Regions from separate parts of the Sus scrofa genome. Here regions 1, 2 and 3 are each linked to region 4. A link is a contact called in public Hi-C and HiChIP or PLAC-seq data. All regions are on one chromosome and are shown on one strand. The core of a region is the stretch at or near the end of the contact, and the rest is flanking DNA. Distances in the headings are between cores, read along the strand shown.

Evidence for each region. Hi-C and Micro-C count contacts between places; a contact is called where the count stands out from the background. HiChIP or PLAC-seq counts read pairs in DNA pulled down with a chosen protein or histone mark.
Region 1: a contact with region 4 is called in a Hi-C map of skeletal muscle, with 6 times the contacts expected there. The contact joins two enhancer-like sites. A contact is called at or near these places in 2 of 5 promoter capture datasets (fetal skeletal muscle and liver), 33 of 47 Hi-C or Micro-C datasets (adipocytes, adipose tissue, blood and 17 more) and 2 of 2 datasets of contacts at active chromatin or transcription factors (alveolar macrophages and skeletal muscle).
Region 2: a contact with region 4 is called in an H3K27ac HiChIP or PLAC-seq map of skeletal muscle. The contact joins two enhancer-like sites. A contact is called at or near these places in 1 of 47 Hi-C or Micro-C datasets (liver) and 1 of 2 datasets of contacts at active chromatin or transcription factors (skeletal muscle).
Region 3: a contact with region 4 is called in an H3K27ac HiChIP or PLAC-seq map of skeletal muscle. The contact joins two enhancer-like sites.

The regions. Positions count from the first base shown.
Region 1 is chr1:250,930,792-250,933,720 of Sscrofa11.1, forward strand. All of the region lies in intron 3 of PALM2 (paralemmin 2), which reads left to right. Among named protein-coding and RNA genes, the nearest start is that of PALM2, 110 kb to the left of the region's middle. Within about 2 kb of position 1,345, at least 16 of the 83 cell types and tissues checked have an H3K27ac peak or open chromatin away from gene starts, as enhancers often do. A contact at or near this core is called in adipose tissue, retroperitoneal adipose tissue and skeletal muscle, where this site is marked.
Region 2 is chr1:250,993,412-250,996,184 of Sscrofa11.1, forward strand. It overlaps a transcript of AKAP2 not described here. Among named protein-coding and RNA genes, the nearest start is that of AKAP2, 73 kb to the right of the region's middle. Within about 2 kb of position 1,315, at least 29 of the 83 cell types and tissues checked have an H3K27ac peak or open chromatin away from gene starts, as enhancers often do. A contact at or near this core is called in skeletal muscle, where this site is marked.
Region 3 is chr1:251,018,993-251,022,015 of Sscrofa11.1, forward strand. It overlaps a transcript of AKAP2 not described here. Among named protein-coding and RNA genes, the nearest start is that of AKAP2, 47 kb to the right of the region's middle. Within about 2 kb of position 1,544, at least 14 of the 83 cell types and tissues checked have an H3K27ac peak or open chromatin away from gene starts, as enhancers often do. A contact at or near this core is called in skeletal muscle, where this site is marked.
Region 4 is chr1:251,163,040-251,165,988 of Sscrofa11.1, forward strand. The region is part of intron 2 of AKAP2 (A kinase (PRKA) anchor protein 2); the gene reads left to right. Among named protein-coding and RNA genes, the nearest start is that of C1H9orf152, 54 kb to the right of the region's middle. Within about 2 kb of position 1,547, at least 12 of the 83 cell types and tissues checked have an H3K27ac peak or open chromatin away from gene starts, as enhancers often do. A contact at or near this core is called in adipose tissue, retroperitoneal adipose tissue and skeletal muscle, where this site is marked.

The sequences.
Region 1 (2,929 bases), core at 95-2,594, 230 kb before region 4:
CCTGAAACTAACACAACATTGTAAACCAACCATACTTCAACTTAAAAATAAATAAATAGGAGTTCCCACTACTGCGTAAGAGGATTGGTGATGTCTCTGGAGCACTGGGACGCAGGTTTGATACCTGTGCTTTAACCCCTGGCACAGTGGGTCGAGGATCCAGCGTTGCTGTAGCTGCGGCATAGGTTGCAACTACGGCTCGGATCTGATCTCTGGTCGGGGAACTCCATAGGGTGTCCAAAAAAATTTTTTTTATTGAAAAATAAACAAAATAATGGAAAAACAAACAAAAAACCCCAGATAGGAACAAAACAATCCCTAACTGCTGTGAAAGGACTCTGTAAGCTGTAAAGCATGACACACACGTCTGCTGTTATATTTGAGGGATGATTTGGGTTTTGTGGGAATACGAGAACCCTCATCTGTGCCTAGGAAGCTTATGATCCTTCAGTCATTCACACACACACAAATTCGTGCCCCGTGTGAGATCTTCCACACTGAAGTGCCTGCACTATTTCAATACCCAATCTAGTCTGCCCTGAGCTCTCTCTTACAGCTGCGTGTTGCAGTGAGATTTCCTGTGCTTTCAACAGGTAATTCTCCCTTAGCCTCCGGATCCAGGAATAACAGACACATCCAGGGGTGGGACCACAGCTGGATAAAGAGATGGCTTGTGCCAGTTCTGTACAAGCCAAGTCACTGAGAAGAGGCAGCTTTTTTTTTTTTTTAAATATATTATTTGGGGACACAAAGTACTCTTTATCCCAAAGTTTCCATTTCAAGTGGCAAATCAGATCATCCCTTTGACAGAAGGCTTCCATTAAAAGCACAAGCCTCTGGATCCGTTTTAAAGGGCATTCTTCTCCTTTGGACCCGATGCAGGTCTTGCTTCTAAGAGCTTCTCTATTTCGGCTTACATAATGCTTTGTGACCCAGGCTTTGATCTCTACATGTGAAACATTTTGTATCTGGAGGTTCTCATTGGCAGACTCTTGGTAGAAGGAAGGTTTTGTTTTCCTTTGGGATCTGAAAACCCCAAAATAGACATCTTTCTCATTGGACTTCTCAGCTGGCTGTCATAAAACAGAATCAGGGCTAAGTCTGTCAGGATAAAGTTCATCAGAGAAAATATTTGTGTAAGTTTATTGTAGTTCTGAAAGTTTTTGTGTCAAAATCGCATAATGAATGTGGTGTGTGACTTTCCTGAGCTTCTGCAGGGGCTCCGTGGGACACCGGTCCACTCAGTTGCCCTAAGCTGGGTTTCCCAGAGCGCAGGTCAGGGGCGGGGCTCATCCACCAAGGTCATTCTCTCTCAGTCTGCGCAGCCTACAGGCCACTAGGGGGCACACGTGAGCTGGAGCCAGGGGGCTGTAGCTGCTTCTGAAAACCAGATGCACCCCGGGAAAAGGGCCTCCTGAGGCCTTCTTGCAGCATTTCAAAGATGAAAAATGTCTCTGTTGTATCTGTAAGATGGAAAAATAAGATGCCAGAGAGACTCTGAACGTGCCAAGGGGAAACCAATAGTGCAGGGCCACGATGTGCCTACAGCCCATGCAGGACACTCAAAGAAGACACGGTGCCAGGTGCTAGGTGTTGACTCCGTCTCTTCGCTGCAGGGAACCAGGGGAAGCCTCAGCATCTGCCCAGACTCCATGCTGACCCTAGTCTCTAGCTCCATGTTCTTTCCTGCTGAGGCCACGGGAGGGCGGTGATGCAACATTTCAGGCTGAGGGCTGGTTTTCTTGGTAGAAATAGGTTTGAGACCGTTTCAGTCCTCGGAACGTTTTTTAATCAGGGTCTCGAGGTTCAAACTCGGATCTTGGCCAGCTCTTTACCGAACACCATCAAAGGGCTCATAGATGGCTGCTGCTGTATTGCCCCTCTTGCCCAGAGAAGAGAAGCTCCCGGTACCTCTAACAGTTGGACAGCGGCAGGCAGAGAGAGTGCTGGGGGAGAAGGGAAAGCCGAGGGTCTTGCTAAGTCCACACCACTGGGCTCCCTCAGCTGCGTTTGCTGTTAGTGTCACAATTGAAGGTCACTCATTTTTGTTTGGCAGCCCAGCCTGTGGGGCCATACTGGTGCAAAGAGGTTGACCTAGGACGTCCTCAGTTTTATTAGGGTATAAATGTCAATCCATGGAACTCTTTTGCTTCTCATAGTAGTCCATGCCCTGCACGGCCACCTCGTTTCCTGCTTGGATAAATCCTTAATTGATCTTTTTGCTTTCACTCTGCTCCTCTGCCCTACATCCACCTCTACCATTCACCCAGCGGCAGGTGTGGGTGTGATCTTTCTGGAACACGGCTGATCTGCTCACTCCTTTAAAACAGATGGATAAACAAGGAGTTCCCGTCCTGGTTCAGCGATTAGCGAACCCAACTGTTCATCCCTGGCCTTGCTCAGTGGGTTAAGGATCCAGCGTTGCCGTGAGCTGTGGTGTAGGTCGTGGACACAGCTCAGATCCTGCATTGCTGCGCCTGTGGCATAGGCCGGGGGGCTACAGCTCCAATCAGACCCCTAGCCTGGGAACCTCCATATGCTGCGGGTGTGGCCCTCAAAAGACAAAAGACAAAGCAAAACAAAAACAAACAGAAAAAGCAGATGGACAAACCAGAAGCTCAAATGGTTTCCTATTGCCTTCGGGATCCAATCTAAACTGCTCACAGTGGCGTTCAAGAGCCATCACGTCCTGGACCCTCCCCTCCACTTCCTTCTCTTCCCTGCATGAGTGAACTTGAGCTACACAGGTGCTTGAGTGAACTTGAGCTACACAGGTGCTTGAGTGAACTTAAGCTACAGAGGTGCTTGAACCTCCTTGCACGTTTCTGCCTCAGAGTCCCTTTGTCCATGCCATCCCCTTGGCCCATAATGCCTTCTAGACACCTCTGCCTTGATCATTTTTTCTCATCCTTCCAGTTCTACTGAAATG
Region 2 (2,773 bases), core at 65-2,564, 170 kb before region 4:
TCCCGTACAGGAAAGAGCCTAGCAAAGTGCCTGCCGATTCAGTGATTGTTGTTTGTTGTTGAACAAGAGATCCGGGGAAGGAATAGGCACATCTCACATCAGATAAAGGAACACGTGGTCATCACTGATCTGTGACAGGTGCAGGTGACCAAGATCTGTTTTGAGTGATTGCGCCAAATGACTGAATGTCTCAACATTAAAATATGATAGAGGGGTTTGCATTGTGGTGAAAAGGGATTGGCGGCATCTCTGCATGGCCAGGACACAGGTAGGATCCCTGGCCTGGCACAGTGGCTTAAAAATCCGGTGTTACTGCAGCTGCAGCATAAGTTGCAACTGCAGCTGGGATCTGATCCTTGGCCCAGGAGCTCCATATGCGGCCAAATGAGAGGAAAAAAAAAAAAAAAAAAAGTGAGCTAGTCGATATGCAGAAGAGGCAGTTAGGCTCTGTGTCTTGAAGGGAAAAATGACAAAGGATTTGCAGACATGTCTTAAAACCCCCACAGGGACGTGCTTAAGGAAGTTCTGGCAAGACCAGAAAGCTGAGAATGAGGTCCCAGGGAAAGCTGACACGGTTGTGTTTAAATCTGTGGGTTTGAGGTGTTTTGTGGTCACGTGGGCCTCTTTCCCTAGCAGGCAGTGGGCGTATGGACATGTGGGTCTCATCTCCAGCCCTAGATGATGAGTTTTCTGAAAGCGGGGACTTCGCCCTTTTCGCTGCAGTGGTTCAGCACTATGTTTGATACCCAAAGAGGACCCGTAGATATTTATTGAATGAATGAATGAATGAGTCAATGCGGAAGGAGTTAGGACTGAAGCTCTGGGGTCTCGAATTCTGGATCGCCTTTTTCTTTTTATTTATTTGGCTTCTTAGGGCCGCACCCGCAGCATATGGAAGTTCCCCGGCTAGGGATCAAATTGGAGCTGCAGCTGCCAGCCTATAGGACAGCCACAGCAGTGCAGGATCTGAGCTGCATCTGCGACCTACACCACAGCTCACGGCAATGCGGGATCCTTAACCCACTGAATGAGGCCAAGGATTGACCCCACATCCTCATGGGTACTAGTCAGGTTCGTTAGTGCTGAGCCATGATTTGAACTCCAGGACTGGTTTGAGCACAGCTCCCAAGGGGAGAGGGACTCCTGTGTGTGCTCAGAGAATCGTAGTCCTAGGGGTGTGGTCTGTGCTGCAGCTTTGGGTGCCCTCAGGGCCAGGGGCCTGGATTGACTGGGAAACCTCCCTCTGGACTTCCACTAAATGGAAACTGAAACTGGACTCTCGGGAGAAAACAAAGATCAACAGTGGCTATTTTGATCCTTACGCTATCTCCTGTCTAAGCAGCTCAGTCCACTTCCTGTTTATAGGCTCAGCAGAGCCAAAGGGACTGAACCTCTGAGGAAAAGATTTTCTCTGGGGATTTCTAGCCAGATCAGCAAACAGGAAATGGGCAGGACCCTGCCAAGACAGATGTTTGTCTTTCTGCCAGCCTGGCAGGTGTGATGGTGCCCTGGCTGGAGTGGGCAACACAGGTGTCTGAAAGAGGAGCCTCCAATCCTGCATCTGGCCTTCAGCATCTACCCCTCACACCTAGCTCCACTCCCACCCCCCCAAATCTGGGGGCTTCACGTGAAGCCACTCGGGGCTGGTGCCGAGGCACTGGGGAGGGCCCTCCCCGCCGGGTATGCAGATGTGATATTCTGGGGCTGCCTGGGCAGCTGCGTTTCACTTTCAAACACCCAGAAGGAAAGGCTCTCTGTGGCCGGCCTTCTGTCTTCACGTGGAGAATCTCAGGATTTCAGAGTTCCGGTTGTGGTGCAATGGAAACAAATCTGACTAGGAACCGTGAGGTTTTGGGTTTGATCCCTGGCCTCATTCAGGGGGTCACTGCTATGAGCTGTGGTGTAGGTCGCAGCTGTGGCTCAGATCCTGTGTGGCTGTGGCTGTGGTGTAGGCTGGCATCTGTAGCTCTGATTAGACCCCTAGCCTGTTGAAACTCCGTATGCTGTGGGAATGGCCCTTAAAAAAAAAAGAATCTCAGGATTTCCTCATGACAGAACAGGAGGCCCAGATTTTCAGGGAGTGACCTTCAACCCAATTCCTGTCCTGGCTACAAAACTCTGGAGCTGGACACAGCCAGAAGGACCCTTAGGGAATGAGGGGCTAAGAGAAAATAGTGACATAAAAGCAGCTGAGCAGTGGTGGGGTTGCAGACTGCAAGGCCCTGTGAGCCGTCAGTTCTTCCCTGCAACCCCTACACACACCACACACATGTACACAGACCACACTATGTGCACAGGTCTAACATACATGTGTACACATGTACACACACACACACACCCTTCTCCCAGAAAAGTTCTGTCTAGATGGGACCTCTCAGCTAACACCTGAAAAACTGGAAGGGTAGCCATGCCAAGAACATTCCAGGCAGTAGGGCCAGCATGTGCAAAGGCTGGGCAGCTCCACCCCTGTGGTCTGGGCCAAAGTGGACAGTTTGTGGCTCCCTCCACAGCTTCTGCTTTCTCATGCCTGGGACCCCGAGCCTGCTCTTGCCTAACCTCCCCCCACCGCCGCCTCCACCGTCCTAATCTTCCAGCATCTTTCTCACTTATTGCAACTCCTAAATTCACTCCCAAAGGGTAGCAGGTAGAAAGCTGGGTCCGAAAACTCATGGGCAAGAAATAACACCTATTTTCTTTAAATCAAATTCTGGTCGACTCTGAGCTGCAGGCCTGCTGGCCTGGCAGGTATTCAGTCCCAGGCATTCTTGGGAGT
Region 3 (3,023 bases), core at 294-2,793, 140 kb before region 4:
TTCTCAAAAATGATGAAGTCCAGGAGTCATTCTTTTGACTTAGACTCCGTTCCTCAGTTTTACATTCCTCTTCACTGGCTCTGTTTTCTGGAAAGCTGTTTTTCACATGTGGTCACCAGTTGTCCCAGGATGAATCTCAGCAGTTTAGCAAACTCATTGGGAAAAGTCCTCCTTTTCAGCATTCTCAGGAGAGTCCCAGGGCTGGCTCTCTTTGGGCCAACCCTGTCCCCATGTTTTGTCACCTGCTTATCCAAAACTCATCTCAGGGACTCTGCTTAGTCTCTGAGGAAGGAAGCTGAGGAACGGAGGTCGCCCCACAGGAGTCACACGAAGGGAAATTGGGGTGCTATTTACATAATAAGAGGGAATCAGTGTTGGAGAAGACAAAGCAATAATGTCCAGTATGATTCCTTTGTTCCTTCCCTCAGACCACTGGTGTCTTTTGATTGATTGATTGATCAATCAACAGACAGACAGACAGATAGATTTGGGGGAAATTAGTAGGAAGAGACATGGTGGGAAGGCAGGAAAAAAAAAGGAAGGGAAAACCAAAAACATGCTAAGCTGCCTAGATTTTATCCATCCATCCATCCATCCGTCTGCCTGTATATCTATCTATTGATCGATTGATTGATTAATCTATCAATCTAGTGATCTACTCTGTCTAAAAGCTAGGCAGCTTAACATCCGTTTCTTTTGATTTCCCTTCCCTTTTCCTCCTGCCTCTCTAGCTTGTCTCTTCCTACTTATTGCCCCAATTCTGAATTATAAATGCCTAGCTTCTGAGCTGGCAAATACTGATCTCTCCTTTAAGGGCAAGACAGGAAGAGAAATGGAGCCAGCCAAGACCGGATTCCTTGTAGCAGCTGAGGGGAGGGGGGGGGAGGAGGAACTCACATTAATAATTTTGTCCCCATCACATATTAAATCGCCAGAGTGATCCTGTGTCATTTTGAGTTGTAGATGCTTTAAAAATTTGCATCTGTGTCCAAGAAAGCAGTAGATAAATTTGCCCATGATTGGAGAAAGGAGACTTGGGGTTATAAATACCGTAATGCAGCGTTATGGATGCATCCCAAAAGTTTGGTCAAACGGTATCTGTGTTTTTGCTTCCAGACTTCTGTGAGTGGATCAAGCCAAACTCCCAAATGGGTTTTTAAACTTGAGAAACATCAGGCTTGTTTGTTTCCAACTACACAGGCACCCTTGAATGGAAAACAGCACAGGGTCATAAAACAATATAAAAATTAATTGCTATCTCTTCCTTCTGCCTTCAGCACATTCAGCCCAGCAGCACTTCAGACTCAAAACTCTTTAAACAAACCCCATCCACCACCCTCCCCTCTCCTGCCTCCCGCAACATACACATAGGCACAAACAGCCTGTTAAGAGCATTTAACATCCCAGGCCAAGGGCTTTGGCCGCATCTCTGGAATCCATCCTGACTGCTTCCTGGTTCCCCATCCCTCATCACTAGTCTTGCTCCTCTTCACTCTCTGACCCTGAGGGGAGGCTCTGGTCCCCAGCCGTACTTCAGACCCGGTTCTGGGAGTTGCCTGATGTTCCACACCCATCGGCTGTGAATCAGAGGCTCTCCTGCTTCCTGCCCTGACCCTCTGTTATTTAAGTAGATTCATTTGCGAGGACTGCCTAAACAACACAAATGTATGTTCCGGAGTTCCTGTTGTGGCTCAGCGATAACGAACCCGACGAGTATCTATGAGGACGTGTGTTCAATCCCTGGCCTCGCTTAGGGGGTTAAGCATCCCATGTTGCCGTGAGCTGTGGTGTAGGTCACAGATGCAACTTGGATCCTGGGTTGCTGTGGCTGTGGCATAGGCTGGCAGCTGTAGCCCCAATTTGAACCTCTAGCCTGGGAACTTCCATTTGCCATGCATGCAGCCATAAAAAGACTGACTAAGATAGATAGATAGATAGATACATAGATAGATAGATAGGTGTATTTTTCCACAGTTCTGGAGGCTCTAAGTCCAAAATCAAGCTGCTTCTGAGACCTCTCTGCTTGGCTTGCAGTGACCATCTTCTCCATGTGTCCTCACATGGTCCTCCCTCCGTGTGCAGGCCCCCCTGGTGTTCCGCTGTGAGTCCAAAGGTCTCTTCTGAGAAGAACAACAGTCAGGATGAATTAGAGCTCAGTTGGACAGCTTCATTGTCATTTCATCTCTTTAAAGACCCTACCTGTCGTGATTCAGTGGAAACGAATCTGACTAGCATCCATGAGGATGCAGGTTCGATCCCTGGCCTCACTCAGTGGGTTAAGGCTCTGGCATTGCCATGAGCTGTGGTGTCGGTCGAAGACTTGGCTTGGATCCTGTGTGGCTGTGGCTGTGGCTGTGGCTGTGGCTTCAGCCTGGGAACCTCCATATGCCACAGGTGCAGCCCTTAAAAGACAAAAGACAAAAAAATAAAATAAATAACGACCCTACCTCCAAATACAGTCACAGTCTAAGGAACTTGGGATTAGGGCTTCAACATAGTGAATTTGAGGGGAACATCCTTCAGTTCATAACACCAGACTAGCTGACTCCCCACCTGCAGGGCTACAGATCTGCTAAAAACTGGGAACCGGGAATTCCCATGTGGCTAAAGCAATTTCTGCTTAAGAACTATGATAATCTGTGAGGCAAGGAAGGGACCAAATCATCACCAGTATTTGTAGAAAAAAGTTAGCTGGGCAAAGCCAGGAGAGGTGCTAATTATGATCCTATGATCCCAGTCACATACAGACATTAGAAGCTTTTTTTTTTTTTTTTGGTCTTTTTTAGGGCCATGCCCATGGCATATGGAAGTTCCCAGGCTAGGGGTCAAATTGGAGCTGCAGCTGCCGGCCCATGCCACAGCAATAGCAACGCAGAATCAAAGCCATATCTGCAACCTACACCATAGCTCCCGGCAACACCAGATCCCTGATCCATTGAGGGAGGCCAAGGATCCAACCTGCATCCTCATGGATACTAGTTAAGATTCGTTTCCACTGCACCACAACAGGAACTCCCAAGATA
Region 4 (2,949 bases), core at 297-2,796:
ACACCAGATCCTTAACCCAATGAGCGAGGCCAGGGATCAAACACGTGTCCTCATGGATGCTAGTCAGGTTCTTAACCCACTGAGCCACAATGAGAACTCTGGTAGGTGTAAATCGTGCAGCTCCTATGGGTCCAGCTAGTTGTGTGATGGTTCTAGAGCCAAATGTGGAATATCCTACAGATGGTTATTTTTCTTTTGGTGTTCCTGAACATTCTCTGGTGACACAAGGCTAGTCCTGGTAGCTGCGACTTACCAAGCCCTTAAAGCTGAGTGCTCTTCTAGTCAGTTCGCACACATTTTCCTCATTTCTCATTTCCTCATTTAATCCTCCCAGTAGCCCCCTAAAATAGAATCCAAATTATCCAAACTCTTGAGACCAGATTATCTTTCTGATTTTAGAAAGGCCGTCAAGTGTATACACAATTATTTAGAAAAGCAATGCAATGCATGTACTATTGCTTAACACACCCAGTGGGATCTGGGACAGAGCATCTGGCATCAAATTCAATTTCTGCTGTGAAACCTAGGAAGGATTAGTTCTGGTAAGCGGGATGATAAAGACCAAGAAGAGCCTCATTCCAGCTCATGTCAGGTTGTGCTGCTACATAAGTTATGGTAAAACTTCGTTTTCAGAGCTTTTCTGAGATTTCGGAATGGTGCCTAAGGGATCCAGATCCTGTATTATTCCCTTTTTAATACCAGACCCCAGAGACATTATTAGGTCATTTTCCCAAGGTCACCCAGCCAGGAAGTGGGAGAGCCAGCTTCAAGCTCAGGCTCATTTGACTTCAAAGTCCATTTTTTTGGGCCACATCCATGGCACATGTCAGTTCCTGGGCCAAGGACCAAACCTACACTATAGCAATGACAACAGCAGATTCTTAACCCACTGAGCCACAATGGGAACTCCAAGAATCCATTTCTTAATTTGCGGAATGAGCCAGGATAAGCATTCACTCTGTGACCTCAACACATTTGGTGGGGTGGGGCCAAAGCTGGCCAAGTTAGTTATCTGGTGGTCATTGAATACCATGAGTATGCTGTGCTGTTCTCTTTTTGCTCTTTAAAGTCATTCCTTTTGCCTTGGACCAGAAACTCCATGTATTTTTATTTATCTGAACCCAGGAAATAAATTCATTTAAAAAAAAATGCATACCATTTGGGAAGAATTGGTGAGAAAAGGTTAGGTTGAAGTAGCATTTGGCATTTTGGGCAAAAGTGTGCAATGAGATCAAGACTTCTCAAAGTTCTTTTTGGACATTCCCTTCAGTGGTTTGGAAAGGGCAGCTGCCTTGGTTAAATCCATCAGCCTCACTCTTGAGACGATATAGACTCTGGTCTCCTTCTGTGACAAGCCCATGGTCATGGCTTCTGGGTCAGAGAACTGTGGAGAAGAACTACACTTCTGGCCATTCCCTTCTCTGACAGGTTCTGCCAGCACTGCTGATTGTGCTGGGCCTTCTGGTAGACCCAGGGTGTCGGCCACACCATGTGGTGGCCTTGTTCCATACCCTTTACTCATGCCTGGCTACTCCATGCTCCACGTTAGGGGAATTGCTTCCAAAACAATCTGACTCAGCCACATGCAAAGAAAGATGCAGTCTTGATCTGAGAACAAAAAGATGAATCAGAGGACCTAATTCTTGAAAGATTCCTCCTCTGTATCTGGAAAGAAATTGAGCTAATCTAAGCCAGGCCTGGGAGCAGGAAGGCCCCTGTGACTACTGGAGTTTAGGGCAGGATATGACAGTTTCTTACTAACCGTGGTGACTTGCCGCGTGCTTCCCTAGGGAGATTGGGATTTCAGATCCATTTCCTCTCTGTGAATAAGCTCCTGACTCCTTCAGGGGTGGAGGGTGGGGGCGGTGGTGGGAAGAGTGTGCAGGACAGGCCATTAGAACACCAGAGAATACATTCATGTTCTATGCAATGGTACTTCCTTTCTCATGACCTTGAACGTAAACATCAAAGCTGTTCCCCCAAAGTGGTATGCATCTTGACATCACAGGTATTCTCAGTCTGTCTTTTATTTTCATTGTTCAAATATAAATTCATACCATTTGTGAAGAAACTGGTCAAGGATTATTATGTGCTGAAACACGACAGTCATTTCTCTGGATTCCCATCTTAAGTTCCAATCCTGATTCGACTCCTCGTTAGCTGTATGACCAGCTTTCTTCACCTCCCTAAACCTCAGTTTCCTCATCAGTAAAATTGGAATAAAACAGTACCAACCTCATCAATAAGTTAGTACCGTCAATGTTTGGTGCACAAAAGGCTTCCAATAAGAGTTATTGTTTTTGAGATTGCAGTTATTGTTATGTTTTAAGACCTAGAAAACCTTAGCAGAGTTACTTATGAGTTATTCTTTGGCAGCTACATACATGACATACATGGCACAACATGCTTTATAAAGTTGCTTTCTAGCCCTAGTTGAGATTTTTTTTATAGTTACTTTCTCAGAATTAAAGTTTCCTCTTACAAAATCTTGAGTTCAAGAATTAGCTTACAATAGTCAGCTGTGATTCTAAAAAACAAAGGCTGTTATGAAGCCTATTGGGTGACAATAAAATTAGAAATGACCATGAAAATGTTTTCTGTCTTTGGGAGGGGTGATCATCTTTGTAGAGTCAAGCCCACCATATTGCTAGAAATGTGTTTAACCCAAAGATCTTGCTGGGGGAATTGCTGCTTACTGTGATTTTCATTCTTATTGTTTAATTAAGTTTTTCTTCTTAAACTATGCTTCTCTTAGAGAAGCAAAACTCTTTCCTTCTCCAGTTTTCATTTCCTAGTTTCATTCAGACGAATGGTCCAATATCAACAATCCATTCAATATCCCTCCTTACCTTAAAGTAATAATTTTTGCAAGTTTCTCAGACCCATTTCACCAGGCAGGATATTTCTCATTTGTGAACTGGGCTTATAATCCAAAGATTCATATCATCG